Regions from separate parts of the Sus scrofa genome. Here all the other regions are linked to region 2. Evidence: chromatin contacts called from public Hi-C and HiChIP or PLAC-seq data. All regions are on one chromosome and are shown on one strand. Each heading gives the region's core, a stretch centred on a gene start, on an enhancer-like site or on the middle of the called end of the contact. The rest is flanking DNA. Distances are from core to core; before and after follow the strand shown. Region 1 holds the start of LOC100153598 (store-operated calcium entry regulator STIMATE). Region 2 holds the start of SFMBT1 (scm-like with four MBT domains protein 1). Region 3 overlaps LOC100153598 (store-operated calcium entry regulator STIMATE). Region 4 holds the start of ITIH4 (inter-alpha-trypsin inhibitor heavy chain family, member 4). Region 5 overlaps LOC100153598 (store-operated calcium entry regulator STIMATE).

Region 1 (5,572 bases), core at 126-2,625, 160 kb before region 2:
GAACTTCCCACTCTGCCCACGTGAACACAGTGGGGAAGTTTTGAGAACAAGTCATTTTGGAATTAATGCTTCTGTAAATATTTATGACCCCTCCTTCCTCAAAAATGCAATCATAAGGGCACTAGACTTCTTGTTACTTTAATAAAGGATATGCATTAAGAAAACAATATAATCCCTCACCACATGGCATACATGACATGCTGGAACTTCTAGTTTTCCAAAGGCAATCTGGGACTTTCTTCCCCCTCACGAAACTCTGAAGGAAGGTCCCCTGGTGACTTAGCACAGGGATTCCAAGACCTCCTCAGACCCTGAATCTGTTTCTCCATTAAGCTCCTAAGTTGCCCAGGTCTCTAGGAAAGGAAGGATACTTGAAATGCAAATAAAGGTGGATTGGGAGAGAGAAGAGCCAGGGGAGACTTGAGATGTAACTTAATTAGCAAAGCTTGGGACATATATGAAACAGGTGGGCCTCTTCAGGGAAAGGAGAGGAAAAAGGAGATGTGGGGAAGAAGGCAGTATGGGTGAGTCCTACTCTGACAGAAACAGAAAATTAATCTCGGTGACAGGGGCCGGGAGGGGGCGAGAGCCCTTCTGGAAACGGATTGCGGGGGGCCTAACAAGCCAGGGGCCCACCAGGTGCAAACCGGAGAGATTAAGTCTTGGAGAAGTGAAGGTGAAGGAAAAGACTCATTATCAGACTGGAGATTTAGGGATGAGGATTCAAAGCGCGAAGGAGAGGCTAAGATGAACCTATAAGAGGGGGCAGAAAGGAATATGCCACCCGGGGGTCATGGCCGCAGGCTGGAAATTGGAGTAGCTTTAATTCGCACTGACACGGTTGAGGGGGTCACCTCTGGCTAGAGGCTGCTGCGATAAGGCGAGGGACTCAGGACCTGGGTCGGGGGCAAGAGCTCCCCTTCGCCTGGGAATGCCCAGCCTTGGGCTCGCGGGAAGAGGGCACCTCCACCAAGGGCCCAGGACCCCAAGGCCTGAAATCCTCAGGCAGGAACGCCCCCGAGGCCGGGCTGAACCCGCGGCTCGCGGCGCAGGGTCTGAGGAGGGGCGGGGGTCCCGGACTCACGCAACAACGTGCTGAAGGCCACGACGCCGAGCAGCCCCTGCAGGAAAATGCCGAAACTGTGCATGAGTGCGCCGCTCTCGCAGCGGCCCGCCCCGGACGCGACGGTGGAGGGCGGCCCGCCTGGCAGTGCGCGGCTCGTGTTCCCGGCAGGGCCCTGCATGGCGACCCTGGCGAGGGGCGCAGGGCGCCGCAGCCCGCCCGCCCGGCCTCGCTGCCTGCGGGGTCCGCGACGCCCAACCCAGACTCCAAAGCTGGGAGCCGGTACCTACGCCCCGCCGCGGACTCGGCGCGGCGCGTAACCCGACGTCTGAGATCGCAGCGTCTGATTGGCCAGGCCCAGCGTTGGGGCGGGCTCTGGCTGCTTCAGCTCCCCCCCCCCCAGGGGTGGGGATCCAGCCGGCGAGGGGGCGGGGTCGCGGGTCTCCACCACAGGTGGAACCCTGTGAGCTGGGCTGCCACAACCCAGTTGAGAGCCCCGCCCCGGCTCCGAGTTCCAGGTCGGGAGGGTTGGAGCAGGGAAGATCTGTGGCTAAACTTTTTCTCCTCCAAGATAAACTCATTCCCTGAAGAATTTATTTAAAAATACTCCTGGATTCCACCCTCAGATTCCAATTCAGTTATTCTGAGATCGCGGGCAATAATTTGCATTATCGGCAAATAGCCTGGATTATTCTGAAGCAGGTCATTGAGTAAACAATCTGACTATGCACACAAATATATTCCTTTCAGCCTAGACGTTTGGCGTCTTTGCTGGGATCAATACCCTGGCCAAAGGCTCATCTTAGATTGATTAACCAAGCCCCAAGTCGACTCCCCCCCCAAAAAAACCCGTAATTTAAACTATTTAAATTTTAATCCAGTTGCCTTTATACATGCATGTGAACATATCCCCTTCTTGTTCATTTTGAACGTGATTCACAAAAGAAAACCAAGTTGCTGGACTTTTTCTCCAGAGCCTCCCTCCACACACGCATATATTTACTTACACCTACCTAACTCTGACTTCTTGGAACCTGCACTCTGCCTCTTCCAGGGCCTCTAATCCCTCTCCACTTTACCTACCCTCTCAGCCCTCTCTGTCTTTGCTCCCACACCTCTTGTTGGTGCTCTCCAGTGCCTGATCTTCCTGCTGATCGACTTAATACCAGTGTATGGTTAGTATTATTCCAGTAGACATTGTGGTACATTTGTTGAACATTAAACACTGTATCGAGGGAAATTTTCCCTAAAGATAGCCACAAGAAATTCCAATTACAAGAGTTCCTGCTGTGGCACAGCAGAAACGAATCCGACAACCAGGAAGTTGTGGGTTCGACCCCTGGCCTTGCTCAGTGGGTTAAGGATCTAGCGTTGCTGTGAGCTCAGGTGTAGGTCGTAGACGTGGCTGGTATCCCGCGTTACTGTGGCTGGCAGCTACAGCTCCGATTAAACCCCTAGCCTGGGAATCTCCATATGCCATGGGTGCAGCCCTAAAAAAAAAAAAAAAAAAGAAAAAAAGAAAGAAATTACAATTACATAAAAGGGTTAAATGCTATCCAAAAGCCTTCTTGGTTAATAGGAATTTTTTTTTTTTTTTTTTTTTTTTTTGTCTTTTTGCCTTTTCTAGGGCCACTCCCACGGCATCTGGAGGTTCCCAGGCTAGGGCTCTAATCGAAGCTGTAGCTGCTGGCCTACGCCACAGCCACAGCAAGGAGGGATCCGAGAGCTGCATCTGCGACCTATAACACAGCTCATGGTGACGCCTGATCCTTAACCCACTGAGCAAGGCCAGGGATCGAAACTGCAACCTCATGGTTCCTAGTCGGATTCGTTAACCACTGAACCAGGAGGGGAACTCCAGTTAATGGGAATATTAACTTGATTTTTCAGAGGAAAAATGCTACTGGCTCCCTACAGCCAACTCTCCAGCTTTCTCTTACAATGCACTTCCACATTTTTTTGTACCTTCACATGCATTCTAGTTGAATGGAATACTGTTCCCTTTTCCTTACTCTATGAACTGCCACTCATGCTTCAAGTCCTGCCTGATCTTCCTCTCCCTGTTGTACATTCACATTACTTTGTGTGAGCTGACCCACTAGAACTTTTCACACTGCTAAACTAGGTACACACCTCTCTCTCAGCTGAATGAGAGCCTCCTGAGGGCAGAAACTGAATTTTACTGACCCTTAAATCCAACATAGTACCTGGTACAAAAAGCATTCAACAAAATGCTTTTTAAATTAAACTGACTTTTAATTTATAAAATTTAAAACTCTCCACAAGTACTGACCATGGGAAAATACAGAAAATAAGGTTAAGAAAATAATAGGTTAAGGGAAAATTGCATTACTGTCTTTAAGTCTAAGAAGATCCCTTACAGGTATGCTCAACAGTTACAGTCCAGTTCAGCGAGAACCAAACAAAAGGATGTGTACTCAAAGCAGAAGAAATTATAGCTGGGCATAAGATTATTAATTGCTTGAAGACACAGCTCAAGGAAAATTGCACACAGAGCTGAAAAATGAAGTTTTTCACAAAGCAGTACTCTGCACATCCAGATGTGTTGGAATCCTAAGGCCTGTTGCTGCTGTGCCAAGGCAAATGTAAAGGAACAAGCAGTAGTCTTCAGAGATCAGGGGTAGAATCCCCAATGCTGGGAACAAGCTTGCTGTGAGAAATTCTGCTCTTCCTATCTTTCCTGAACCACAATTAAAAAGTACCAAAGTCCAGGAGTTCCCTGGTGGCTCGGCAGGTTAAGGATCCAGTGTTGTCACTGCTGTGGCTTGGGTCACTGCTATGGTGTGGGCGTGGCCAAAAAAAAAAAAAAAAGTACCTAAATTCAGAGGGGAAAGGATCAGATAGCAGGAGAGTGGGAAGAATTCTGGAAAGGTTCATTTTATTGAAGCAGGAAGGAACTTTCTCCTCCCTTCAGAGATGACTCTCTGAGGTCTGACTAGAAACAGTTTTGAAGGTTACTGTGGTCAAGATGCCTTTCTTGCTGTCAAAGAAAGTTAAATATAGCTTAAGACCTGTTTTAATTTTCTCACAACCACTTAAAACTGTCGTAATAGGACACAAGTTTATACATACTCTCATTTACAAACCAAAAAAAACCCACACAAAATATTCATTCAAAATAGTCATTTTTTAATCCCTTGAAGTTATACCATCAAACTTGATGGGAATTATTTAATAAGTATTTTTGTGCATATTTCTCCTTAAGTATACTTTATCCTCAGTGCATAACTTTTAAAATTAAGAGAAAAACAGCAGTCAGGAAGGATACAATGCAATATGCATTTCATTTTGTTCCAAATATGCAGCTTTAAAAAAAAAAAAATAAGGACAATATACATGAAACAAAGTACATCGGTTCCAACAAGTTAGAGAAAGAGGCCTAAGGACAGTGCTGGAACCAGCCAGAAGTCCCACTCTGGCAGGCCTCTGATTGTCTTTAGATACTATTAAAAAAAAAAAAAAAGTGAAAAGGAAAAGAACTGAGCACTTAAAAATCTCTAAGAGAAACATTCAAACTATACTTCCCCAGAGACTTCTTGCAAAAGGAGCTAAGGAACTGTCTAGTTTTAATTTTGTCTAAACTTTGTAACCTCCCTCAATCATCTGTTTTGTGACTTGATTAATCCCCAAAACCTACCCTTATCCTTTTAACACTATTTGCCCACATCCATTCTGCTAATAAGCTAGGCATGCAGTTAGATTAATTAAAACATGTAGAAACCCTTAAGACTGAGTTTCCACACATCCTCAGAATAGGCACCCCTACTAGTAATGGTAGCTTCATTTGACTGGCTAGTATCATCCTTTGACTTCAGAAATAGTCGGAGACCCTTGCTTCTCAGGGTTACAGGTCTGCACTTTACTGCTGGTGTTAAAGATGTGTCTGCCAAGGCTGGGGCTTATTTCCCTCTAAAGACAGTCTTTTGTGATAGGCCATGGCACTAAGACTCAAATGGTGTGTCAAGTCAGAAAAGATATGAGAACAGAGTTTTAGGCCTACTTTTCCATTTTCCCCAACCTCCACTCTTTGTTTTGCTGGTTCTTGTGAAAATCTAAGACTTCTGAAACACTAGAACCAAAAAAAAACCAATCTCCAGTGCACTTATGCTCCACCACCTTCTATACTTTTATCCCTAACGCTGTCCTCAGAAACAGAACCACCTGTGCAATCTGGAATGAGTACAGAGGAAACCCCAGTTGAGCAGGTTTAGAAGCAGACCTCTTTGTATTGAGCTTGGAGTTTAGAACTCTTCTGCCCAAACTGTAAGTCCACTGGTGGCTTATGTAGAGAAATTCAAATTTCCAAAGTATGCACAGTCTCACATAATGGGAAGGAATCATCAAAATTCACTAGCAAAACATTATAAAGTGAATAAAGTCAAGAAACAATTACACTTCTGTGAAAGTGACTGATTTCTTTTTGGCTTTGCACGAGGCTCTATCCTATAGGGTTTCTGAGCCAGCACCATGACCATAACACATGGTTAT
Region 2 (5,633 bases), core at 2,965-5,464:
GAAGTTCCCAGGTTAGGGGTCCAATCAGAGCTGCAGCTGCCAGCCTATGCCACAGCAACAACGGATCCTTAACCCACTGAGTGGGGCCAGGGGTTGAACCCACACCCTCATGAATAGTAGTCAGGGTCTTAACCCACTGAGCCATAATGGGAACTCCCAAGATTTTTTTGCTTTTTTTAAATTTTTTTATTATAGTTGATTTACAATGTTCTGTCAATTTCTGCTGTACAGCAAAGTGACCCAGTTATATATTTATATACATTCTTTTTTTCACATTATATTCCATCATGTTCCATCACACGTGATTAGATACAGTTCCCTCTTGTTTTTGTTTTGGCCATGTCTGCTGCATGTGGAAGTTCCCAGGCCAGGGATGGAATCCTCACCAGAGCAGCCACCCAAGCCACAGCAGAGATAACAACAGATCCTTAACCCGTTGAGTCATCAGGGAACTCCACATCGCTAGAATCTTAATGACGTGATAAACCAGGCAAGTATTCTGTATATATAAATCAAGTTAAATGCTTTCATTTAAAAGGTTATTAAAGCTGGGAATTCCCACTGTGGCACAGTGGTTAACAAATGCAACTAGGAACCATGAGGTTGCAGGTTCGATCCCTGGCCTTGCTCAGTGGGTTAAGGATCCAGTGTTGCCGTGAGCTGTGGTGTAGGTCGCAGACATGGCTCCAAACCCGCGTTGCTATGGCTCTGACATATGCTGGCAGCTACAGCTCTGATTAGACCCCTAGCCTGGGAACTAATCATTCCTCCCATATGCCGAGGAAGCGGCCCAAGAAATGGCAAAAAAACAAAAAAACAAAAAAACAACAACAACAAAAAAAATGTTATTAAAGCATTATGCCCACATTTTTTACTTCACTGAATTTTTTAAATATCAATTTTCATTTAATTTTCTCAGCAACTTCTAAGCTTTAAGGAACTGATTCATCTACTGACACCCTAAATTTGATTTGTTGGGAAAGTTCATGATTCATCCTTCAAACCTACTGTCTGCTAATATACCTGTATTCAAAAAAATGGGAAATAACAAATTAATACCAGGCCCATGTCCACCACCATGCCAACAACCACACATCCAAACCTGCAAAGCACTGCCTCAACTAAAAAGTCATCTTCTGACTAAAAATTCCCAGGTCAGAATTTTTAGTTATTCTAGATAGTAAAAAACCATAAGAACTGTTAGACCTTAGTAAATCAATCAATATATATCCATATATAAATATATGTATCTCAAAAAATACTTAAATACATTTGAACTATCTTTCCAAATAGTAAATTACATAAAAATCACTCTAGAGTTTCCAAAATATTTTTTCAAATGTATTTTAATAAAGATGCACATTGTGAGCACTTTTATGCAGAATCTTTCAAAGTATAGACCAAGATTTTTTAAATTTTAACTTTAAACAGTCACCAAATTTTAGAACTGAAAGCATGCAGAATGATGACCTATTCATCCTCCAATTGTGCAATAAGAAAAATCAAATCTATAAAGGGGAAGAAACATACTCCATACCTGAGATAAGGCAGCTAGTCAATGACAACAGTAGTTACAGAACTGTTTCCTGATCTTGGGCCACTCCCGTTTCCACCAGGCCGTTAGTTCTCTGACATTATAAACAAATCTCAACTCTGAAATCTACCTGTGGCCTAGAAAGATTCAACATACCCCTCAAAAAACCAGGCCAAAAGGCCCCAAAACGTACACAAGAAGACACTCATTTTCTGCTCTTCTCAAGACAGTAGACCAATGAACAACTACATTTTCAGGCATTTTACTTGCAAGGCAATAAAGTGTGACATCTTAAAAATGTGGTTCCAGAGGAGAAAGTACAAGCAGGGATTGATAAAATTCATCTTATTTCCCTTCAAATCTCTTTGATGTTTCTTGGCTCTCAAGACTATATTACTTCTAAGTAGGACTCAGGAAACCTCGCTCGCTGCGGTCCACCCGCATGGCTTTGAGTAACCCGCTGGGAAAAACCCCCACTAAATTAAAAAACCTGTCCCTGATAAGGGTGTGCTACACCACTCCCAACGCATAAGAAGACGGTGCAGGTGACCTGTGCTTTACGGCTCAGTTTCAGACCCCAGGGAGCAGCTGACATCTTGTGAAAAACTTAACATTGCATCCTTTCCGCGGGAATTTATCTCTGTTCTCACAAGGCGTTTCTACTTCCCACAAAGCAGGCCTGGCTTTTCAGAACACTCTGCTCGCCTCTCTACAGCTTCCTTCAAGGTCCAAAACCAGACTTTAAGGACAGAAATCGAAACGGTCACGGACCTCCGGAGCGGCAGGTCCAGCTGGGGCCGGGGGCGGGTTCCTGGCGAGCCCACGGCCAGCTCGCGCCGCGCAGGGGAGGCCCGGCGCACTCCACCACGCTGGCCGAAGCAACCGGTTGCGGCGGCCGCTAGACGCTTCACCTCTGCGCCGTGGCCGCCTTGGCCCTGTGAAGTTCGGACCGCTGCGCGGGCGGCGCGCCCCCGAGTCCTGCTGCGGGTTCGCGTCCCGGCCCCGGAGCGAGCCCGGGGGGCGGGTCCGCGGGGGCTCGGCGGGCGGGAGCGTGGGACGCGCGGGGAGGGGCGCGCGGCGGGCCCAGCGCGCCAGGGAACTTGGGCGCCCCCGGTGCGGCCGACTGGCCACTTTCCTTTCACGCCCGGGGGCTGCCGTGCGCCCTGCTGCCGGCTTGAGACGGCCGGCCGCGTCTCGCTACCGCGGCGAGGCGCCCAGGCGCGCTCCTGCCTCCCGGCCGGCCAGCGCGCGGGGCCTCGGGGGCGCGCCAGGCCGCGCGCGGGCGTCGCGCTCCCCCCGCCCCGCCCCCGCCCCCAACGTGCCGCCGCCGCCCGTTGGCGCCTCAGCCCGCGCGCCCGCCGGCCGCCGGCTCCCGGCGGATTTTCGTTGGCAAAGTTGCGCGGCCGCCTAGAAGGGGCCAGCAGGCAGTCCCCAGTCCCCGCGCCGCCGCCGCCCCTTCAGGCCGCCGCGCGGGAAGGCCCAGCCGGCAGCCCCGCTTTTTTACCTGCCGGGAGTTTTCGCGCGCTCGCTCTCTCAATAGCTCGCTTTTCCCCTCTCGCGCTCGTTTTCTTTCTTTCTTTCCTTCTTTTCGTTCGCCCGCGCGGACGCTTTTTCCGTTCGCGCCGCCTGCGCTCGCCCGCTCGCGCCCTCCTTCCTGCTGGGCTCCGCGGAGCGGGGCGGCAGGCAGCTCTCCCCGCCCCCCTCCACCCGCGCTCCGGCGGAGGCGGCGGCCGCGGCGCTCCGCACTCCGACTCATTCCAATATGGCACGGGCGCAGGGCGCATGCGCCCGCGCCCCCCCCACCATCCGCGCTCCTCCCGGCAGCCGGCGCCCCTCGCGCCGCGCGTGTGGCGCCCCCCGGCCCGGCCTCTCCAAGCCCTCCCGCGCGTCTGCCCGCCCCGCGGGACCTGTGCCGGAGGCGAGGCGACTGCAGACTTAAGTCCTGGGGGTCCAGAGCCACCCGCCGCCGCCGCCCGGCATGCTCCAGCCCACAACTTGCCCTGGACACCCCCTGGGCCGTGGCACAGGGCACGCGGTGGCGCCTCCCGCCCCCGACGGCGCTACAGCCCGGCGCGTTGGGGCCCCGACGGAGAAACGCGCCTCCCAGGACCCAGCGCCCACGCTGCCCCTGCTCGGACCCACGAGGGAAGGGCCCCCTCACCTCACCTCGGGTTGGATGGAACCCCGGGAACCAGGTGGCGTCCCGATGTCGGTTTTGGCGTTCGGGCCGGGGCGAAGCGCGATGCTGTCGTCCGCACGTGACAGCCTCTGGCAAGATGGCATTAGCGCAGGAACGCACCGAGCGGCGGCCTGAGCCCAGTTAGGCGCGTGTCGCCGCGGGAGAAGGCTGCGTCCGCCCGCCTGGCCCACGTCCGGGATCTGGCGCACCCTTGAGACCTGGGAGGGCACCTAACTGCCCCCTGACTGCGAAGTCAGACCGGAGCCCCGCGGCGCACCCGGTATTTCTAGGCTTCCGCAGGAGGCGCCCTGTAAATCCGAGTTTTCCTGCCGCTCGGGGCCCTGGCGAGGTGGCAAGAGACGGCTGTCTAAATCGGGCGGGAGAGCAGGGCCCCGGGGTCGAGACAGTAGCTCCTTAGTGACTATGAACCGGCCCCGCAACCCGAGGTGCCCACTTGCGGTTTACTTCTCCGAGCTCGTTCGCCCCTTACCCACCGAACACAGGTGCTGGTGGGACACTCGCCCGTCCCCACCTGCTCTGGAAGAGAGAAGGAAGTGCCCGAGCCTCGGAGACCTGGGAGTGCTCGGACTCCCGGTCCTGAGAGGAGGGCTCCGATGGGCGCTGATCACTGCTGCCTTTCAAGGTGGAGGAGTCATCCCCACCGCAAGGAATTCAGGGGTGCCAAATGCGGTTCAAGTCTGCGCTGGGAAATAATACCCCACTTTACAGAGTTGCTCACAGGCACGCTGCTGGCTGGATATTTTAACTGCCCCTGAAAAGACAATATGACAGCCAGGGAGGAAGAAAAATGCAAAAAGAGTAAAGTAGTATCCATAATACATGAAACTTTTCACACATTAAACCTTCCACCCACCTACACGTCTTTACATAGTAGCAACCACACATTGTCTTTTGTGTTTGCTACCATCACTAACATTTTTCTTTTGTTCACATGATGCATTTTTAATGTGTGCAGATATCTTCATCCATTCAGTCAGTCTCCTACCATTGCCTATTTTGGTTCCTTACAATTGTTTACTAACACATCCCTTAGTTCTGCCTTTGGGATAGATTCCTGGCAGTTAAATACCCAGATGAAAGGCTAAGCAAGGAAGGGCGAGGTGGGCTTGCCCCACAGTGCCAGAGGACTTACCAAAGAGCTGCTGCCCTACTCATTCTCCACCTCCCAGGAACAAGTGTAAAGAGTTTAATACACATTTCTAAGCCTTGGGTACCATCTTTTTTCTCCCCTATTTTAGCAGTGTCTGTTGGTAGTTCAAGGTTACTTCAGTATTTCTCAGTAAATGTTTATCCCTGCATTTACTATCTGTATTTCCCTTCTATAAATGATCTGTTCATGTCTATTCATCTTTTGGGGACTTGAACCTCTTCTAACTTCGAATAAGCATTTTTTTATGTTATATTGTTCCTATGTTGTCAGTGATCCAAAGTGACAGTCCATTGTTCTTTTTTTGTTTTATTCAATCTGTCATGCTAGTCTCTTGTGATTTTTTTAATTGCTCCAATGCTGATGAAGCGAGCTTTCTTCCACCCATCTGATAGTGTATTTTTCCACTGATTTTCTACAATTTTATTTATTTACTTAGTCTTTTTTGACCACTCCTGGCATTTGGAGTTCCAGGGCCAAGGATCAGATCCAAGCCCCAGTTGCAACCTAAGCCACAGCTGCAGCAACACTGGATCCTTAACCCACTGTGCCAGCCCTGGGATTGAACCTGTGTCCTAGGGCTCCCAAGATGCCACCAATCCCATTGCACTACAGCAGAAACTCTTGCACAATTTAATTTTATATTTAATTATTTGGCAATTATCCATGATAAGTTTATTTTGCCATGTGGTATCAAATATGGATTTAACTAACTACCGCCATCACCAATTTTTTTTTTTTTTTTGCTTATG
Region 3 (5,749 bases), core at 1,048-3,547, 220 kb before region 2:
AAGAGCAGTCTGGTCCCCAGAGTGTAGACACCATGGACAGCCTGAACCTGTCCTGCCCCTCAGGGCTGTGTGGCCTGTCCCCATATCCCATGTTGTTGTTCGCAAGTTCACCTTCTCTTCTAAGGACCATGGAAGCTCCTAGAAAACAAGCCCCTCTTCTTCACTCACCTGACAGCTGTGGGGCCTACCAGGAACTACCACCTCAAGTGGACGGGTCAGTTAACAGGGGTGGTGGGTAGAATAATGTCTACACCCTCATCCCCAGAGCCTGGCACTATGGAGAGTGGTAGAGGGGAGTGAAGGCTGCAAGTGGATCAAGGTTGCTAATCAGAAGGCTCTAAGAAAGGGAGAGCATCCTGGCCTACCCAGGTGGGCCCGATGTAACCACAAGGGCACTGGACAGTGGAAGGAGGTGGGGAAGGTCAGTGATACATGTGACAGAAACTCAACAGGCTACTGCTGGCTCTGAAAATGGAGGAAGGGGCCACCAGCCAAGGAATGTAGGCAGCCTCCAGCATCGGGAAAAAGCAAGGAAACAGGTTCTTCCCTTAGGCTCCAGAACGAACCAGTCCTGCCGACACCAAGATTTAGTCCACGAGCCCCATGTCAGACTTCTAAACTACAGACTCTAAGATAATAAATTTGGGGGTGGGGGGGTTTAGGGCCGCACCTGTGGCACATGGAAGTTTTTAGGCTTGTGGTCCAATCAGAGCTACAGCCACTAGCCACAGCAACGTGGGATCTGAGTTGCATCTGCAACCTACACCACAGCTCATGGCAATGCTGGATCCTTAATCCACTGAACAAGGCCAGGGAATGAACCCACATCCTTGTGGACACTAGTTGGGTTTGTAACACGCTGAGCCACTATGGGAACTTCCAAATTCGTGTTGTTTTAAGCCAGTAATTTTGTGGCAATTTGTTACAGCAGCAAGAGAAAAAACAGAAATTGACAGAAATACAAACCAGTTAACTGAAGACATCCCCTATCCTTCCTCAGCCTGGGGAAAAAGGACTCAGAAGGGTCCTCAATAGAGGGCAGCTTTATCTGGAAAAGGTGGGCACGGAAACAAAAGGCTCAAACAACAAGGATACCTTCTTCCTTTCGATCTCTCTTGGGGATGCAAACAAAAACATGCTGGGAATAGGTGGTACCATAATGCCCACTGTATCAGGATCAGATGTGATCTCCTCTCCCAGGTCACTGAGCAGTGTGACTGGCTGTGGGTGGCTCTCCTGTAGTTCTGCTCAGCTATAGCTGAGTCGAGAGCCCTGCCTTCCAGAAAGGATCTTAATAGCCAAGAGGAAGCTATGAGCACTGTTCCTGGAGATGGTGGGAGGCTTGGGTATCCCACTGCAGCAGCCAGAGGCCCTCCAAGCTGTTTGGGTGAGCTTCCTGCATCACTCCACCCCTCGGGTGCTTATCCTATAAAGGAAGATGATGACGCTTTGGTCCATGGGCGCTGAGGTCCATTTCCATCCTCCAAGCTGAGCAGTCAATGACTTGGAACTTCTCCATAGCCTTCCCTGGAGCCATAGGGGCACACACTGTGTGCTGGACACTATCTTAAGTCAGTGACTCATCAGGCATCAAGTAACAAGGCTAAGAAAAGCCCTCTCCTGAGGTCATCTCCCATCAATGGAGACAAACGATTACTTAAGATTTCTAGAAATACTAAGGTACTCACAGGCAATTCCATGAACCAGCTCCCCTTTTAAATGTCAGGCCCTTGCGAGTCTTCAGCCATTGGGCCTAGAGCCGTGAGCTCTTTGGGAGGTATAACCAAGAAATAAGAGTGGGATCCAGACTCCCTCCCTTTTGTCTCATGTGCTCTTTTCATGGCAAAGGCTCCACCAATGAAGTTCCCATGAACAGGAGCCCCTGGCTCCAGACAGCAGGGCCTGCTGTGAAGGTGCGAGAGGGGGAAATCCCCAGAGGGCAGTAAGGCCCAAATAAGCTCCTCTCACCAGCAGCCCTGCTGAGGCCACATCTAGCTGTTTGCCTAGGGGTACAAAGCAAAAGGCATTGCATTTGTGCTTGGAGCCAGCACGAAGGCAGCTTTCTACACACTGTATCCCATGGGGACTGACGAGATGAAGTGGGTCAAAGCTGTGCCAGCATCCAGGGGTCACCTGTTTTAAACCTTGTCTCAGTGAGTAAGGATGCACCTGGTGCCCCTGGTGACCATACATGCCAGATGCTCGGTGGGCAGCCAGCCCACGGTCTGGAGACAGCAAATGACTTGGGCCCCAGGGTGGGGGGATGGGCCCTCCAGTCCTGATCTTTGAACTCCAGGAGTGGAATGGCCCAGAGATAAGACAAGCAGACATGCAGTGGAAAGAGAGGTAGCTCCCTACCAAACACCTTCCAAACTGAGAGCCGCCCCCATGCCTCTAGTGAGGTGGGCACCCTTCACACCCCATTCTGTGTCAATGGTACGTTACCATATTCGCCAAAACGTAGGGACTCCCACTGCTGCCACTCCACCAGGACGCTAACAGCACGCACACCCACGTATATGAGCAACATGCCCACAGTGGCGTCCAGGAGGAAGTTGATGAGGTACCTGTGAGGAGAGGGCACAGTGGCATGGTCAGGAAGCACCATCTAGGGAACTGGGTTCTGTGTGCTTGCAGGGACAAGGTCAAGGCTGGGGACCCAGCACTTTGCGCCACCCTGTTCTGGGAGGCAGGAGCCTTAAGGGTGCAAGTGCAGGAAGCTGAAGTGCTCACTTCCAGGAGCCTAGGAAAGCCTCCCTCCCCAGGACATAGCATTGCGAGGGACCAAGAAACTTGAAAGATCTCAAGTGTTCTTGCCAAACAAAGACTGACACAAAGCAGAGTGCCTGGGAGCAGCCAAAGAGGCTGACAGGAAAACAGAATTAATAAAAAAAAATTTGTTCAGTAACTCTTCCCTCCCAGATGGTCTGGCCCTTCCAAGGCCCCAAGACAGCGCAGCACCAGAACATCCGGGGAATGGCCCCTGGGGTTTCCCAGACCAGAGCTCATCCCTGTGCTTCAGAGCCTGCTATGGAGGAAAGAGCAAGCATTTCCAAAGAGCGAGCTTAAGTGCTACTCGGAAAAGGCAAGGTGCTGGAGGAAGGAGAGGAGGATCAGAAGAGCATGCCCACCCTGACCTCTTGGTCTTGTGGGGTCTGTTTCCATTTGTCCGACACGCATTTCTTCCTTCACCAAGGAAAAGCCCCTTGCCCACTGGTCCTCCCTTGAGGGCCCTGTACTCAGATCTCACTGGTCAGCAATAACCAAGGCCCCAGCTTCCCAACCCTCTGGGAGGCCACATGGCTTGGAAACCATCACCCCCAACCCCAAGAGAAGCATCAGATACCACAGACCAGCCATGGCACTTTTGAGTTGCTGAGACTTGAGACATCTTATGCAGCCGTACAGCCCTCACCCGAAGGCTGGCCCCAGTGACGTGCATAGCACTCTGAAACCTGAGGGAGCACACTCGTGGTCCTGCCAGCCCTGGAGGGGCAAGAAAACCAGAGGGAGGGGTTGCATTTTCCTCCTGCGTGCCCTTCCTCTTTAAAAGCACAAGGGGTCACTCTTAGACCAGATACTAGAGAAAACATAGCAACTGGTTCCCAGGCACTTTCTGCAAGTTCACAAGCTGAGCTCTGGCTCTAGGCTAATGCTGCTCTCAGATGCTTAAACTGCACTGGTTTCAAGTGGTTCTGGTATCTGAGACCCATCCTGAAAATATCAAGAGCTCCTGATACACACATATGCATTAGTTCATTCAATGCCCTCACCAAACTGATTTGAGCCTACTACTGTATGCCTGGCCTTGGGATTAAAGACAGAAAGCTCTAGACTTTATACTCAACACAGGCAAGACTGGCAGACAACAAGGTATCCTGTGGGCCCTGGAGCCAGATTGGCTGGGTTCAAATCTCAACTCCGTCACTCTTTAGGTGTGTGAACCTGATTAAGTTATATAATCTCTCTGTGCCTCAGTTCTCTAACTATAAAATGAGGATAATTAAAGTATCTATATTGCAGGGCTGTCATGACGATCAAACAAGTCAATACCTGTGAACAATGCCTGCCATAGAGGAAGCACTCCACAAATGTGCTGTTAGAATCACAGCCCAGATGCCACAAAAGCTGAATAGCCACCCAGAGTAGTAGCCCCAGCACTGGGGCCTCCTGCAGCCATTGGAAAGAACTCAACTCCCACATCCCTTTGCAAGTTTCTCCTCTCCTTGAACTGACTGGCTTCCCCTCAGGTCTGCAGACTCCCAAGATGCCCCTGGTCCAGCCTAAGACCTCTCCAATCTATAACCAGTCACGGGGCACGGCAAGGTGGTGGGGCTGGAATGGATCCCACTGCAGCAGTCGCTCCTCCACAGGCCAGGACCTCTCCACTGTGTGGGGCAAGGCCCTGCTCTGCCCGCCTAGTCTCCCCGCAACGGCTCTTCAACTGACTGCTGGAGCTCTGGTTTTAACAATATCCTCTGACTGAGCTATTAACATGTTTGATGATAAGTGTTCCTGGGGCTTCCAATGCTGCATATACCCATCATCTCATGAATCCTTCACAGTGATCCTGGGGATCGGGATGAGGAAACGGAGGCTTGGAGAAGTTATATCACCTTCCCGCAGCCTGGATCCTCAGTCAAGAGCTCTTTTCACCACATCTACCCCATTTGGGCCTTTTCTCCACTGGCTGAGCACTCGAGATCTCTCAGCAGCCCCTATTCCATCCCAGCTGTGATCTAGCTTATCAATGTCCCCCTTAAAGCTGGATCATCGTTTTGCAGAGGCCAATGGAGGTTCAAGGGAGAGTGGTGTGGTCAAGGCAGCACCAGGGGATGGAGTCCCCGAGCTCGCCCAGTGCCAGCAGGATGAGGAGCTGGCTCTCAGCTAACCAAGATGATTCACAAGGGGGTGACACAAGCTTGCTGCTGGGCTCGAGGGTTGGAAGGACAAGGCCCTTTCCTAACCAACTTCCCTATGGGAGGATCGCCCTTCTGGTCCCCTGATTTGGGACTACAAACACACAGACCACAACCCATCCAGGTCTTAAGGTAAGACCCCAAAGAGGGAGACTTTACAACTTCCTTCTGAATCTGGTCCAGGACTAAATCTTACTCAATGAGAGAAGCTTAAAGCAACCTTTCAGTCCAAATGGTTCTAATTACACACTGCACCTCTTAGAAAGGGATTACCAGCCCTCTGCCCTGCTGTCCCTCAGAGGCACAACAGGGCAGGGCTGGAAGACATTCCAGACAGAGGGCAGTGTGAGCAAAGGCACAGAGGCAGGAGTCAACTGGTGGGTTTGAGATACAGCAGGAGCAGCCCAGCATGGCTGCAGCACCAAGTCTGAATGAAGAAGGTAAGCAGATGGAGACAAGACAAGGCAGGCAAGCATCCTTTTCCACTCCATCTTCTACGAGGGGCACTATTTGGGTGTTGTTGGCAATGAGGACAGGTATCATGGCACAAGTGGGATTTCAGGCTGATGGCTCTGGGGGCTATGAGGAAGGCACACTGACGGTACTGACAAGGCAGAACAACCCATGGTCTTCAGGTTAAAGAAATCAATGATGAGCACAGGGTACAAAGGGGTGTTGCCCCCATCCCTAAGCTAGAGGGAACATGGCTGGTAGCAGAAAGCAAGGCATGGCAGGGCAGGTCATGTCTGCACTCAAATATGGGCCACTTACAATGAGCAAGGGTCCTCTTCAGTGAGATCTGCTAGGTATACATTTGCGAAGTGGATGAA
Region 4 (6,044 bases), core at 2,334-4,833, 240 kb before region 2:
ACCCACTGAGTGAGGCCAGGGATCAAACCTGTATGCTCATGGATACTAGTCAGGTTTGTTAACCACTGAGCCATGACGGAAACTCCCCATACAGGTAGTTATTAAAACTCTTGAGTAGATTCTGTGGCATGTGGAAGTTCCCAGGCCAGGGATCAAACCCATGCCACATCATTGATGCAAGCTGGCAGTGACAATGCCAGATCCTTAACCTGCTACATCACGAGAGAACTCCATTTTGTGTGCCTATTGACACAGTGACTCCTAACTTTACCTGAGCCCACCCATTTATTCTGCAGCTACTGTGGATACGACTCTGCGTGGGGCCCTCGTGCAGATGGGGGCTCTGCAGGCCTCCATCTATCCTGGGACATGCACTGTGTCAGTAAACAGGACTTTTACTGAACAACCAGGACCAAGACTGCAGAGAAAGCAGGGCTGAGCTAGGCCCCAGCCTCTCTTCTCCCTTCCTGTCTGGTCCCACCTTCCAACTACCCCTTTCATGCCACAGACTGTGCCCAGACTGGCCAGCCAGCAGCGAAAGCTTTGAGACCCATTTCCCACAGCCCTGGGTCCAGCTGTGCAGGGAAGGCTGAGGAGGGAAGAGATACTGGCTCCCAAGCCAGTGGAGACACGGGCTCAAAGCCTCTGCCCCCCCTCCTCTGCAGCTTCCCCTTTTTCCCACCAACACTGGTCAGGCCACTCTGGAGAGAAGTTGGCTTCTGGAAAAGGAGGTTTTGGACAACTTGGTCCCTTGGGGTGAGGACATAATCCTGGTGGCCATTTTGGGGGAGACTGAGAGAGAACTGACTGGGCTGTTCTTCTGGAAGGAAAATGAATCCCCCAGAAGCTCCTCATGGAGGCAAACATAAGCCTGCTCCACCTGGGACTGCTGTGAAAGGGTGAGAGTGTACAGGGGTTGCTGGGAGAGGGCAGCCAGGGCGTTAGGATCAAGTGTCCCTCCTCCCCACCGTCCTGGTCACAATTTAACTCTGGACTAGGGATGGAGCTGGTGCTGGGCCATAGGGCTCCTCCTCGTAAATGCCCAGTTGGGGTCCCCTGCCCCCTGCTTCCCTTTCATGCAGCAATAGGAGCGGGGCTCAGAAAGGAGTGCAAGTCCTGGGCCCTCAGATGTGACAGGATAGAAGCTTGCCAGTCATGGCACCTACACGGGAGGCAGGGGGCAGCCTGCAAAGCCCATGCTGCAAGTTGGGCAGTGTAGATCTGGCTCCAGGGTTAGGAAAAGCAGGGCTGTTTGGGGGTGGGGTGGGTAGAGAGATAAGAAAGAGCCAACCACAGGGACCTTGCCCCCACCACAGGTTTCCAAAAGTCTCAGGGTGTGCTGGGGCCTCCTCCTGAAACACTTGCTCTCTGCCTCATCACCCATCACCCTCCCTGAGTTTCCGACATCCGCCTTTCTCAACCACAGCCTCTCCTGTGGGGCCAGGGACAGACAGAGTTCTCTTGCATTTAGCAAATATTGCAAAACTGAGTTGGGAAGGGGGTGGGAGGACAGTAGAGGACGTGGTGAGTATCACAGGGTCCAGGCAAACTCCAGGGAACTCCCAGTGCAGCCTCTGACCCAGAACAGACCCACCTCAGTGGTATCCCAGTTGAGGGTGGAGGACCAGTCTGCCATAGAACTTCTGTGACAAGAAGGTGGTCCCTCTCTCCTTGAGGCAGTGCTTCGTTGCAGGGCAGCCCAAGGGCTAGGAAATGTTCTGTATTCTGAGCTGGAATCTGCCTTTTGGTGACTCCCTCCTACCTAGTCTTGGCCTCAGGAGGCCCCAAGTCTGTACTTCTCAAAGGTGAAGACACAAAGATGCCATGATTCTCCACCTGCCACCCAAGCAGCCTGAGGGATAATGGATGGATGAAGAGAAGGAGAGATGGATGGCAGGAGGGATGCAGCAGGGGCGGGGTGGGGGCATCTCTGACAATGCAAGACGTTCCTGGCTTAAGCCTGTGGTCCCTGTATTGCCTACAGGTGGGGCACATCCACCTCAGGCATAGATTCTGGCACACCTCACATCAGAAGAAGGGACTCTCTTCTTGATGGGGCACAGGGGCCATGGCATCACAGGGGAGAGGGGCCAAGGAGGAGGGCAGGAGGGCACCTACATGGAGAAGTTGGTGATGAAAGCCTTCTTGGGCAGCTCCATCTGGAAGGTGGCCTCCTGCACAGCACTGCCCTTGTTGACCACTCGGCTGGTAACGACTGTGTGGGCAAATCGGGACGAGACCTTGGAGTCCACGGTGAGACTGTAGATGTTGATGTCATTCTGGACCAGTGAAGGAGGAATGGTTTGATTGTTCCAACTGCTCTTCAAGAGTGGGTCTCATCCTTAGTCCCAGACCAAGCCCTGGCCCCCAACCTAGCCACTGATCAGGTCTCAGGCCAAATCCCATGAAGTATTTCAAATGTGAACCTTGGTCTCAAATCAGAGGCAGATGTGTGCTTCCTTCCCCACCTGACAGGGCCACGGGGCAAGGGCCCATCTGTCTTGTTCAGTGGGGGCCTTTGTGCCCTTTGGAGAACAAGCAGGTAAGGGGTGGGGAGTGGAGTCTGAGCACCAGCGTATCTGGGAGGGACTCACTTATCCCTGGGGCAGAGGTGAGCAGCAGAGGGCCCTGCCTGATCAAGGAGCTTCCATGCCATCTTAGCTTTGCCCAGTGAAAATGCAGTGAACAAGTCCTTTGGGGAAAAGAGCTCCTGCCAGCCTCCCCCCAGGAACCTGCAGGAGCTGGGAGAATTGGAGATAAGTAGGGTCCATCTCTAGGGCTGGGCATCTTCTACACTGCCGCCATTCCCCCCACAGCCACAGGGCCTCCCTGATGTTCTGTCCCTCCCCACAAGGCACTCCCCAGGCCTGTGTGCTTCACCTGAGGTCTGCGGTCTCCAAGGAAGAGCAAGTGCACACAGGCAGAGTCTACACAGCTCCTGCCTGGCTGCATACGGCACGCTTGTGCTTAGCACCGAGGTGCGTGGTGGCCCACTGGCTTGTTGACATGTGAGTATCTGCTCTGTGCCAGGCGCTGTACTCAGCACTTTATAGCACTAGAAGGTCCACCTTTGCCACAAACCTTGGACCAGCTCTATGATCAACTTGTTCTCAATGAGGAAATGGAAGCAGAGAAAGCATCAATAACTTCCATGAGGTCACACAGCCAGAGAGCTAAGAGAGAAGCCTGAGGCCCATTCCTATCCACCTCTCCCCTCCAGGGCAACTCGCTAGACTGCACCTCCTGCCCTTGAACTGGAAATAACAGGATCACCGCTTCAAGTAAATGCAGGACTCTTCATAGTGAGAGTCCTAAGAATGCTGCCTGGCGGATGGGCAGCATCACTTCTCTGTACACACACAATGACTTGTGCTCATTTGCACTTACACACTTGCACACACTGAGGCTCTCCTCCCCTTCACCCACACACAAGCTGGCCCCACTCACACTCGGGTGCACACACAGAGGCGCCTATGGACGCCCTCTACCTTGTGGGCCGTGGTGCTCTGAAGGACAGCCAGCAGCAAGGGCAGGACCAGCAGAAGGCCGTAGGCACCAGTAGGGGAGAGGGTCTTCATTTTGGCTCCTCTGCCTGTCAGGCTGGCTTCTGAACTTAAGAAGAAGCGTGGAATGAATTAGTAACTTGCCTGCTGCCCCGCCCCTGTGGGGGCAGGTTCTGGGAAATTGGGATCTGCACGCCAAAAACCCCAGCGGCTCAGATAAGCAGGCAAACTATGAACATCCTGTGGACCTTGACTGGGGACGGGAACATGTACTGAGGAGGGGCAGGCTTCAGGTGGCAGTGGGTATTGGCGCCCCACCTGAAAGGTCCAGAACCTTCTCAGGCCACTACCACCCCTCATACCAGTCATTCCACTAAGCCTCCCAGGGCTGGGGGACACGCAGTGAACTGGCCAGCTCTCTTTAAGCCCAGAATGGGTGAAGCAGAGGGATAGCCAGGCAGAGGAGGGCCAGAGGGTGGCTTCCAGGAGGCAGGGGCCAGAGGCCAGGTCAGAGTGACTGGGCAGTGGGGCCCCAAAGGCACCCAGCAGTCCTTGGGGTGCCCGAGTGGGGCACGCTCTGCTGGGGCCAAAGCAGGATGGCTATATGCCTTACTTCTGGAGCGAGAGGGGCTGAGCCAAAGGGCCTCCCTTCTCTCTGTTGGGGCCCCACTATTCTAGCCAGGACTCTTTGTGCAACTCCAGCAAGGCCTCCTAAACATGTGGTTCGCAATACAAAGTGAAAGCCATAAAGAGGCCCACACTTTGCGGCCCCGAGGTCTCACTCGATCCAAGGAATTTCCTGAAACAGAAGCACAGAACAGAAAGCACAGAGCTCTTGAAAGGGGTGACTTGGGGGTGGGGGGTATGTATGCTTAGGCGGCCTACGTGGAGGTCAGTCACGCCAAGGGAGTCCGTGAGTCACAGCTTGAGAACGGGTAGAAGGCCGATCCATGCCAAGGTGGTGCCGCTGTTGTGAGCCCAGACCCACGAGAGGGTGGCTAGAGGGTCTGGGGTAGGACTACCAATGACTTTTTTCAGTTTTCCTTTAATAAAGTTGAAAGGCTGCTTTCCTAACAAATAATAAAGTGAATAAATATTAGGGGTTCTGGACGCAGCTAGTGCTTATGTCCTTGTGGCTTTGAAAGCTTGGCTCCTGAGTCCATGGCCAAAGATGGGATAAAGATGCTTCAGCAAAGTGGCCAGGTGCCAAATCCTGGGTCAGGGAAGAGGGCTCAGTGGCACTAGGGGAGCTAGGGGAGGGCGCCATCTTCAGGGCCTACTCGGGGTCTTGGGGCAGTGACTTTACTTGCAAGGGTCAGGAAGGCGGCTTCCCTTCTAGCCCTGCCTCGGTCAATGCCAGCAGCACACGCCTCTAGGGAAGGGCATCATAGACCTCAGAGCTGTGTCTGTGGTTGCAAGTGAACATTCCCCTTCCTTAGCATGACGACAGCCAAAAGCCTCATCTCTGTGAGCACCTGTACTGCCCGCCCTTTGGCTCTGGATATGGCTGGGATTAAACGGGAAGACGTACTCCTACAGCAATCTGGGGAAAGAGCCGCCCCCAACCCTGAGGAGCCTAGTGAGCAGGCCTGGGCCCTGTCCCCACAGGTCTGCTCCCTTGGGGCAGAGAGCACAGGCCTGGCCTGAAAATAGCTAAATAAGGAGGCCGGGCTGGCCAAGAACGTGGGAAAGCCTCCATGCAGCCCGTCCCACCTGCCCAGGGGACTGGCAGGACGTCACTGCAGGCATCGGCCCCTAGCCAGTCACTGCCACTCCAGCCCTGGACCGTCCATGGTCTTGCTGTCCCAGCCGGGCAGGCCTCTGCAGTCCCCTGAATCTGACAGCTCCACACACAGAGACACTGAGGCATGAAGTGGAAAGAATCTTGAAGCGCCGGGGAGAACCTGGTGCTCATGTGGCTCACACAGAGCTGTGGGAGTGGCAAGGTGGGGCCTCGCCCCCAGTTTGGGAGCGGTGATGGTAGCTCAGGAAGCGACTGCCACTGGCCAGAGAGGTGCCTCGACCTGGCTTTGTCTTTGAAGTGGGGGCAAGCTGGCAGGGAGGCGATATAAACAAGGGGAGGGGGCTTTGAGGATCCTGAGCCTGGGGGTCCCTGGAGGCACCTCAGTGGTTTCTGTGGAAGACAGGGGTGGGGGGAAGGTGAGCCCCAGACCCCGCCTGCTTCACTCTGAGCAGTGTGACTATGGCCCGTTTTACATAATAGTCTCTCCTGTCACATACAAGGGTTAATGAGGCTCAAAAAGGGAGGGGAGATGATCTGAGGCTACGCAGGTCAGCACCAGGGCTCCATGTCCAAAGCTCTTTCTTGTGTGTGGCAGTGGCCCTAAGAGCACGTGCATTCCTCTGAGACCCTTCCAAAAGTTTTGAACAGTTCAGAACATGCCTCATAGCCACCTGCCCTTCCCTCCCCTGCATTTAGTGACCAGGGCCAGTGACCAACACCCTCCAAACGCTGGGGCCCCTTGGGCATCCTCTTTATTGGTGCTTCGCAGGTGCTGGTGCAGAGTCCCTGGGCTGAAG
Region 5 (6,288 bases), core at 2,483-4,982, 190 kb before region 2:
CACACCCGAAAATTAAATACCTAGGAATAAACCTGACCAAGGAGATGAAAGACTTACATGCTGAGAATTATAAAACACTAATCAAAGAAATTAAAGAGGATTCAAAGAAATGGAAAGATATTCCATGCTCCTGGGTTGGAAGGATTAATATTGTAAAAATGGCCATACTACCCAAAGCAATCTACAGATTCAATGTGATCCCTATCAAATTACCCATGACATTTTTCATAGAACTAGAACAAAACATCCAAAAATGTATATGGAATGATAAAAGACCCAGAATTTCCAAAGTAATCCTGAGGGACAAAAGCAAGCAGGAGGCATAACTCTCCCAGACTTCAAACAATATTACAAAGCTACAGTAATAAAGACAGTGTGGTGTTGGTATAGAAACAGGCATACAGACCAATGGAATAGAATAGAGAACCCAGAAATAAACCCAGACACCTATGGTCAGTTAATCCGTGACAAAGGAGGCAAGAACATAAAATGGGAATAAGACAGTCTCTTCATCAAGTGATGCTGGCAAAACTGGATAGCTGCATGTACATCAATAAAACTAGAACACACCCTCACACCATACACAAAAATAAACTCAAAATAGTTTAAAGACTTAAACATAAGACAAAACACCATAAAACTCCCAGAAGAGAATGGAGGCAAAAATTCTGACATCAATTGTACAAATGTTTGCTTAGGTCAGTCTCCTGAAGCTATAGAAATAAAAACAAAAACAAACCAATTGGACCTCATCAAAATTACAAGCTTTTGCACAGCAAAGGAAATCATAAAATAAAAAAGACAAAAAAGTGCAATGGGAGAAAATAGTTGCAAATGACGCAACGGACAGGGCTTAAACTCCAAAATATACAAACAACTCATACAACAGTGAAAAAACAAACAACCCAATTGAAAAATGGGCAGAAGACCTAAATAGATTTTTCTCCAAAGAAGACAAAAAGATGGCCAACAGGCATGTGAAAAAATGCTCAACATCACTAATTATTAGAGGAATGCAAATCTCTACAATGAGGTACCACCTCACACTGGTCAGAATGGCTATCATTAGCAAGTCTACAAATAACAAATGCTGAAGAGGGTGTGGAGAAAAGGGAACCCTGCTACACTGTTGGTGGGAATGTAAACTGGTACAACCACTATGGAAAACAGTATGAAGGTTCATCAGAAAACTAAATATAGAACTACCATATGACCCAGCAATCCCATTCCTGGGCATATATCCAGACAAAGCCTACAATGAAAATGATACATGCACCCATATATTCACTGCAGCACTATTCACAATAGCCAAGACATGGCAACAAACTAAATGTCCACCCACAGATGAATGGATTAAGAAGATGTGGTACATATACACAATGGAATACTACTCAGCCATAAAAAAGAATAAAATAATGCCATTTGCGGCAACGTGGATGGAACTAGAGACTCACATACTAAGTGAAGTAAGTTGGAAGGAGAAGACAAATACCATATGATATTACTTGTATCTGGACTTGAATATATGGCACAAATGAATCTATTTACTGAAAAGAGACAAACTCACGGACATGGAGAACAGGGGAGGGGGTTAGAGATGCAAACTATTACATTTGGAATGAAAAAGCAATGAAATTCTGCTGTACATTCCAAGGAACTATAGCTGATCACAAGACAGCACAAGATGGAGGATAATGTGAAAAAAAGAATGTATGTGTATACACATACACACACACACACAACTGAGTCACTTTGCTGTATAGCAGAAATTGACAGAACATTATAAGTCAACTATAATTCAAAAATTTTTTAAAAAAGAAAAACAAAAATAAACAAATGGGACCTAATTAAACTCAAAAGCTTTTGCACAACAAAGGAAACCATAAACAACATGAAAAGGCAACCCACATAATGGGGGAAAATATTTGTAAATGAAGCAACCGGCAAGGAATAATATCCAAAAATACACAAACAACTCAAGCAGTTCAATATCCTCCCCCCCAAAAAAAATAAAAAAATGGGCAGAAGACCTAAACAGATATTTCTTCAAAGAAGGCATACAGATGGCCAAAAAGCACATGAAAAGATATCAACACTGCTAATTATCAGGGAAATTCAAATTAAAACTAAAATGAGATATCACCTCACACAGTCAGAGTGGCCATTACCAAAAATCTACAAATAATAAATGTTGGAGAGGGTGCAGAGAAAAGGGAAACCTTCTGCGTGGTTGGTGGTAATGTAAACTGGTACAACCTCTGGAAAAACAACATGGAGGTTTCTCAAAAACTAAAAATAGAACTACCCTATGATCTAGCAATCCCACTCCTGGGCATATATCCAGAAAAAAACATAATTCAAAATGATACATGCACCCATGTTCATTACAACACTATTTGCAATAGCCAAGACATGCAAGCAACGTATATGTCCATCAGAGGACTGGAAAAAGAAGATGCGGTACATATTTATACACTAGACTACTACATAGCCATAAAAAAGAACAAAATAATGCCATTTGCAGCAACACAGATGGACCTAGAGATTATCATACTAAATGAAATCAGAGAAAGACAAACATCATTTGATATCACTTACATATGGAATCTAATTTTAAAAAGGTTATAAATGAACTTATTTACAAAACAGAATCAGACTCACAGACTTTGAAAACAAACTTACTGTTACCAAAGTGAACAGGTGGGGGGGGCACATTGAGGATTTGGGATTGGCATGTGTGCACTATTGTTTATGGGATGGATGGTCAACGGGGACCTGTCATATAGCACGGGAACTCTACCCAATGTTCTGGGATAACCTATACGTGAAAAGAATCTGAATAGGAACAGATATGTTTATGTGTATAACTGAATCATTTTGTTGTAGAGCAGAAATTTTCACAACATTGTAAATCAACTATACTTCAATAAAACTTTAAAAAATGAGAAAAAAGCATAACTGTTTTGGAATTAAACCACATAATTTGAGAGCCGTATGGTCCATGTTGGGCATAGCCTGAGAGAAGCAGAGTTAGAGGCACATTAGGGACAGTAAGAGGCTCCTGACTGATGGGTGAAGACAAAGAAGGGCTTGAGGCTGAATGATGACGGATAAACTGAGCTTCTATGGACGTGGTTATAGGAGGTAGCAGTCCCCTTTACACCTCTTTATCTGACAGCATTTCCCAAACCCCCCTGCTGCAGGTATAGCACAGGAGGAGGCTTGTGACTCCAGCAGGCTTCTTGGCAGAGAGCTTCTCTTTGCCATGAAAAGCCACAGACACAATTCAATTACAAAATAAAACATGAGGAATGTTCATATTCTTACAACTAAAGTGTAATCTTGAAGCTGGAAGGTGATCACAGACCACACAGCAGTCACTTTAGCGCCTGGCATTTCAGAAAATGATACAACAGAAGACACCCTGGATGCTGCTGCCTGGCAGGCTGCGGAAATCAGCGTCACAGGCTCCTTGTTGGACCGTAGGTCCCTGTGTAAGATCAGGGACCCTGGGATGTGAGCAGGTTTCTACCCCCGCCTCCTGGGGTGGGTGAGCTCCAGCAACCATGAACTCATGCTTTCTAGTTCATCCCTGGGGGAAAATACTCCCCTTCCAATGACTTGCAGCAAGAAAAAAACCCTTTAGTTCTGGAGGCTTCTGCCTAGTGAAGGCTGCTGACCTGGACACACCCCTGATGGCCTCATTTCTCAAGCTGTACTATGCACCAGTGCCTCATGAAACACAGCCTTCCTGTACAGGCTAACAGGCTGTCTACTAGGGCAAGGGCAAGCAGCTCCATCCCCAGATCCACAGCAAGCCAAGCAGCAAGCAACCCCCACCTGTGCCCGCTGGAGATTAGTTCATAAGCTGTGCAGTTTGGATTCTGAGTCAGAGCCAGAAGGGTCTTTGAGGGGCCAACTCCCTCAGTGTAAAGGGTGAGGAAAATGGTGGGGGGTAGAGGTGAATTCTTTCAGGATCACCAAGTACTTATTAGCAGTGAAGCTGGGATGAAATCTGAGTCACCTGATAGGCCTCTAACTGGCACCGGCTGGGCCAGTCACCTCAAACTACACCTCACTGGTTTTATGAACCCCTGACTCCAATCCCCAAAGGACAGCAACTCCTGAGGGGTAAGTAAATCCACCTTGACTGATCCACCTTGAACCAGCAGTCAAGGAGGAAAACAAGTGTTTTTGCACTTTCTGTAAATTGTAAATGATCATCCCAACAGCCAAGCCCCATTCCAAACCTCCCTAATGCCCCCTAGTGGTGTGAAAACCCCAGAGGTACTCAGTGTCTTCAAGTCAATTTGGGAAGTTTCAGGGAGATACCGAGGTGGCCTGCTGGCTGCCTCCCCAAACCCACGGGCCCCCATCTTCCTTACTAAGGCAGTCTCCCTTCAGGAGCCTGCCAACTCTGTTCACAGCCTTCCCTGCAACTGGTCTAGGATACGGCCTTCCGGTCTAGGACAGTTTTAAACCTAGGCTGGGCCAATTTTCAAAGAGAAATGAAGAGCCAGGAATTCCTGCTATGGTGAAAAACTGACTGGCAGTGTCTTCAGAGCACTAGGACGCAGGTTTGCTCCCTGGCCCAGTGCAGTGCGTTAAGGATCCAGCATTGCCCAAGTGTGGCTTAGGTCATGACTGTGGCTCCGATCTGATCCCTGGCCTGGTAACTCCATATGCTGTGGGGTGGCCAATAAAGGAAGGAAGGAAGGAAGAAATGAAGAGCCAGGTGATTCTTCTTTTATTTTTTGCTTTTTAGGGCTGCACTTTCGGCATATGGAAGTTCCCAGGCTAGGGGTCAAATGGGAGCTACAGCTGCTGGCCTAGACGGCAGGATCCGAGCTTCACCACAGCTCATGGCAACTCGGGATCCTTTAACCCACTGATGGAGGCCAGGGATTGAACCTGCATTCTCATGGATCCTAGTCAGGTTCGTTACCGCTGAATCATGACAGCAAGTCCCAAGCCAGGTAATTCTTACGGCAATGAACTAATAAAGGCAGTCCAGCTGGGAGTAGCTTAAAATCTAGTCCATGCTTTAATTAATAGTTTTATTATTTTAAGCAAGTCACTTAATTATTCTGGACCTAAGTGTCCTCAGTTGTCTACTTAATAGGGTCAACATGGGAAGAAAAACAGCAGCAACAAGTAAGCAGTGAGGCTGCCTCCCAAATACCATCCTTCCATCTAGCACTCAATCCAGGAATTTTATTCTACACAACAACCGTGAAAGGTATCATCCTCATTTTACAGATAATGTCAGAGGATCTGCCAAAGGTCAAAAGTGGCACAATCGACATGTGCCTCTAACATCTTCCTGATTCCAAAGCCCTCATCTCCCCTGTGCCATCTTGAAAAAGTCTAATCCAAGACAATGCTAGTTCTGGTAAGGCTGGTACCCCAAGGTAGAGAGGGCCTAGGAGGCTCCCTGAGGTCAGGGCCCATCTCTTTCACTCAACAAGTTCTCTGGACTCTGGTCCACTTCCCTTAAATGCCCCCTCACAGTGCAGCTGAGTGTGCTAAGCATACCATGCCTTGCTTAAAAACCTTTCAGAGTCCACCCCACTTCCTCTTCCTTGGGGAACATAATTCTAACTTTTTAAGTTGGCAAACAAGGTCCCCATGGTCTGGCATCTCCCAACTTAGCTGTTACTCACATTGGCTCTCTGGCTTGGGAGAGTCCCCAACATTTCTCCTGGATGGCTCTCGGACTTTCGTTCAGACATGTGAACTAAGATGTGCTTCCCACAGTTCCCATTGTGGCGTAGTGGGTTAAGAATCTGACATAGTGTCTGTGAGGATGTGGGTTTGGCCCCTGGCCTCATTCAGTGGGTTAAGAATCTGGTGATTGCCACAAGCTGTGGTGTAGGCTTCAGATACGGCTTGGATCCTGTGTTGATATGGCTGTGGCGTAGGCCCCAACTGTAGCTCTGATTTGATTCCTAGCCCAGGAACTTCCATGTGCTGAAGGTGTGGCTATTAAAAAAAAAAAAAAAAAATGAGTTCCCGTCGTGGTTCACTGGAAACAAATCTGACTAGCATCCATGAGGACATAGGTTTGATCCCTGGCCTTGCTCAGTGGGTTAAGGATCCAGTGTTGCCACAAGCTGTGGTGTAGGTTGCAGTCATGGCTCGTATCCTGAGTTGCTGTGGCTGTGGTGTAGGCACATATGCCACAGTGCAGCCCTAAAAAATAAATAAATACATACATAAATAAAACTGTGATTTGTACTTAGCAATGGCCTACACTTCCCACGTGGAACCAGAACAAAGCTAGAGCAA

The links. Hi-C and Micro-C count contacts between places; a contact is called where the count stands out from the background. HiChIP or PLAC-seq counts read pairs in DNA pulled down with a chosen protein or histone mark.
Region 1: a contact with region 2 is called in a Hi-C map of liver, with 2.7 times the contacts expected there. The contact joins the promoter of LOC100153598 here to the promoter of SFMBT1 in region 2. A contact is called at or near these places in 3 of 5 promoter capture datasets (fetal liver and liver), 11 of 47 Hi-C or Micro-C datasets (alveolar macrophages, brain, embryonic fibroblasts and 5 more) and 2 of 2 datasets of contacts at active chromatin or transcription factors (alveolar macrophages and skeletal muscle).
Region 3: an H3K27ac HiChIP or PLAC-seq map of alveolar macrophages shows a contact between it and region 2. The contact joins the enhancer-like site here to the promoter of SFMBT1 in region 2. A contact is called at or near these places in 2 of 5 promoter capture datasets (fetal liver and liver), 12 of 47 Hi-C or Micro-C datasets (brain, embryonic fibroblasts, heart right ventricle and 7 more) and 2 of 2 datasets of contacts at active chromatin or transcription factors (alveolar macrophages and skeletal muscle).
Region 4: a contact with region 2 is called in a Hi-C map of liver, with 2.3 times the contacts expected there. The contact joins the promoter of ITIH4 here to the promoter of SFMBT1 in region 2. A contact is called at or near these places in 1 of 5 promoter capture datasets (fetal liver), 4 of 47 Hi-C or Micro-C datasets (embryonic fibroblasts, heart right ventricle, liver and 1 more) and 1 of 2 datasets of contacts at active chromatin or transcription factors (alveolar macrophages).
Region 5: a contact with region 2 is called in an H3K27ac HiChIP or PLAC-seq map of alveolar macrophages. The contact joins the enhancer-like site here to the promoter of SFMBT1 in region 2. A contact is called at or near these places in 2 of 5 promoter capture datasets (fetal skeletal muscle and liver), 5 of 47 Hi-C or Micro-C datasets (alveolar macrophages, embryonic fibroblasts, liver and 1 more) and 1 of 2 datasets of contacts at active chromatin or transcription factors (alveolar macrophages).

The regions. Positions count from the first base shown.
Region 1 is chr13:35,016,435-35,022,006 of Sscrofa11.1, forward strand. It overlaps LOC100153598 (store-operated calcium entry regulator STIMATE), which reads right to left and starts at 1,376. Exons shown (of 10, transcript XM_021068951.1): 1 at 1,085-1,376. The coding sequence starts at 1,244. SFMBT1 (scm-like with four MBT domains protein 1) reads right to left here. Exons shown (of 22, transcript XM_021068955.1): 22 at 4,193-5,572.
Region 2 is chr13:35,176,860-35,182,492 of Sscrofa11.1, forward strand. SFMBT1 (scm-like with four MBT domains protein 1) reads right to left here and starts at 4,215. Exons shown (of 22, transcript XM_021068955.1): 1 at 3,701-4,215.
Region 3 is chr13:34,959,119-34,964,867 of Sscrofa11.1, forward strand. LOC100153598 (store-operated calcium entry regulator STIMATE) reads right to left here. Exons shown (of 10, transcript XM_021068951.1): 3 at 5,691-5,749; 4 at 2,446-2,567. Among named protein-coding and RNA genes, the nearest start is that of ITIH4, 18 kb to the left of the region's middle. Within about 2 kb of position 2,298, at least 7 of the 83 cell types and tissues checked have an H3K27ac peak or open chromatin away from gene starts, as enhancers often do. A contact at or near this core is called in alveolar macrophages, fetal liver and skeletal muscle, where this site is marked.
Region 4 is chr13:34,940,286-34,946,329 of Sscrofa11.1, forward strand. It overlaps ITIH4 (inter-alpha-trypsin inhibitor heavy chain family, member 4), which reads right to left and starts at 3,584. Exons shown (of 27, transcript NM_001001537.1): 1 at 3,489-3,584; 2 at 2,119-2,279. The coding sequence starts at 3,578. LOC100153598 (store-operated calcium entry regulator STIMATE) reads right to left here. Exons shown (of 10, transcript XM_021068951.1): 10 at 5,975-6,044.
Region 5 is chr13:34,987,144-34,993,431 of Sscrofa11.1, forward strand. The region is part of intron 1 of LOC100153598 (store-operated calcium entry regulator STIMATE); the gene reads right to left. Among named protein-coding and RNA genes, the nearest start is that of ITIH4, 46 kb to the left of the region's middle. Within about 2 kb of position 3,733, at least 8 of the 83 cell types and tissues checked have an H3K27ac peak or open chromatin away from gene starts, as enhancers often do. A contact at or near this core is called in alveolar macrophages, liver and skeletal muscle, where this site is marked.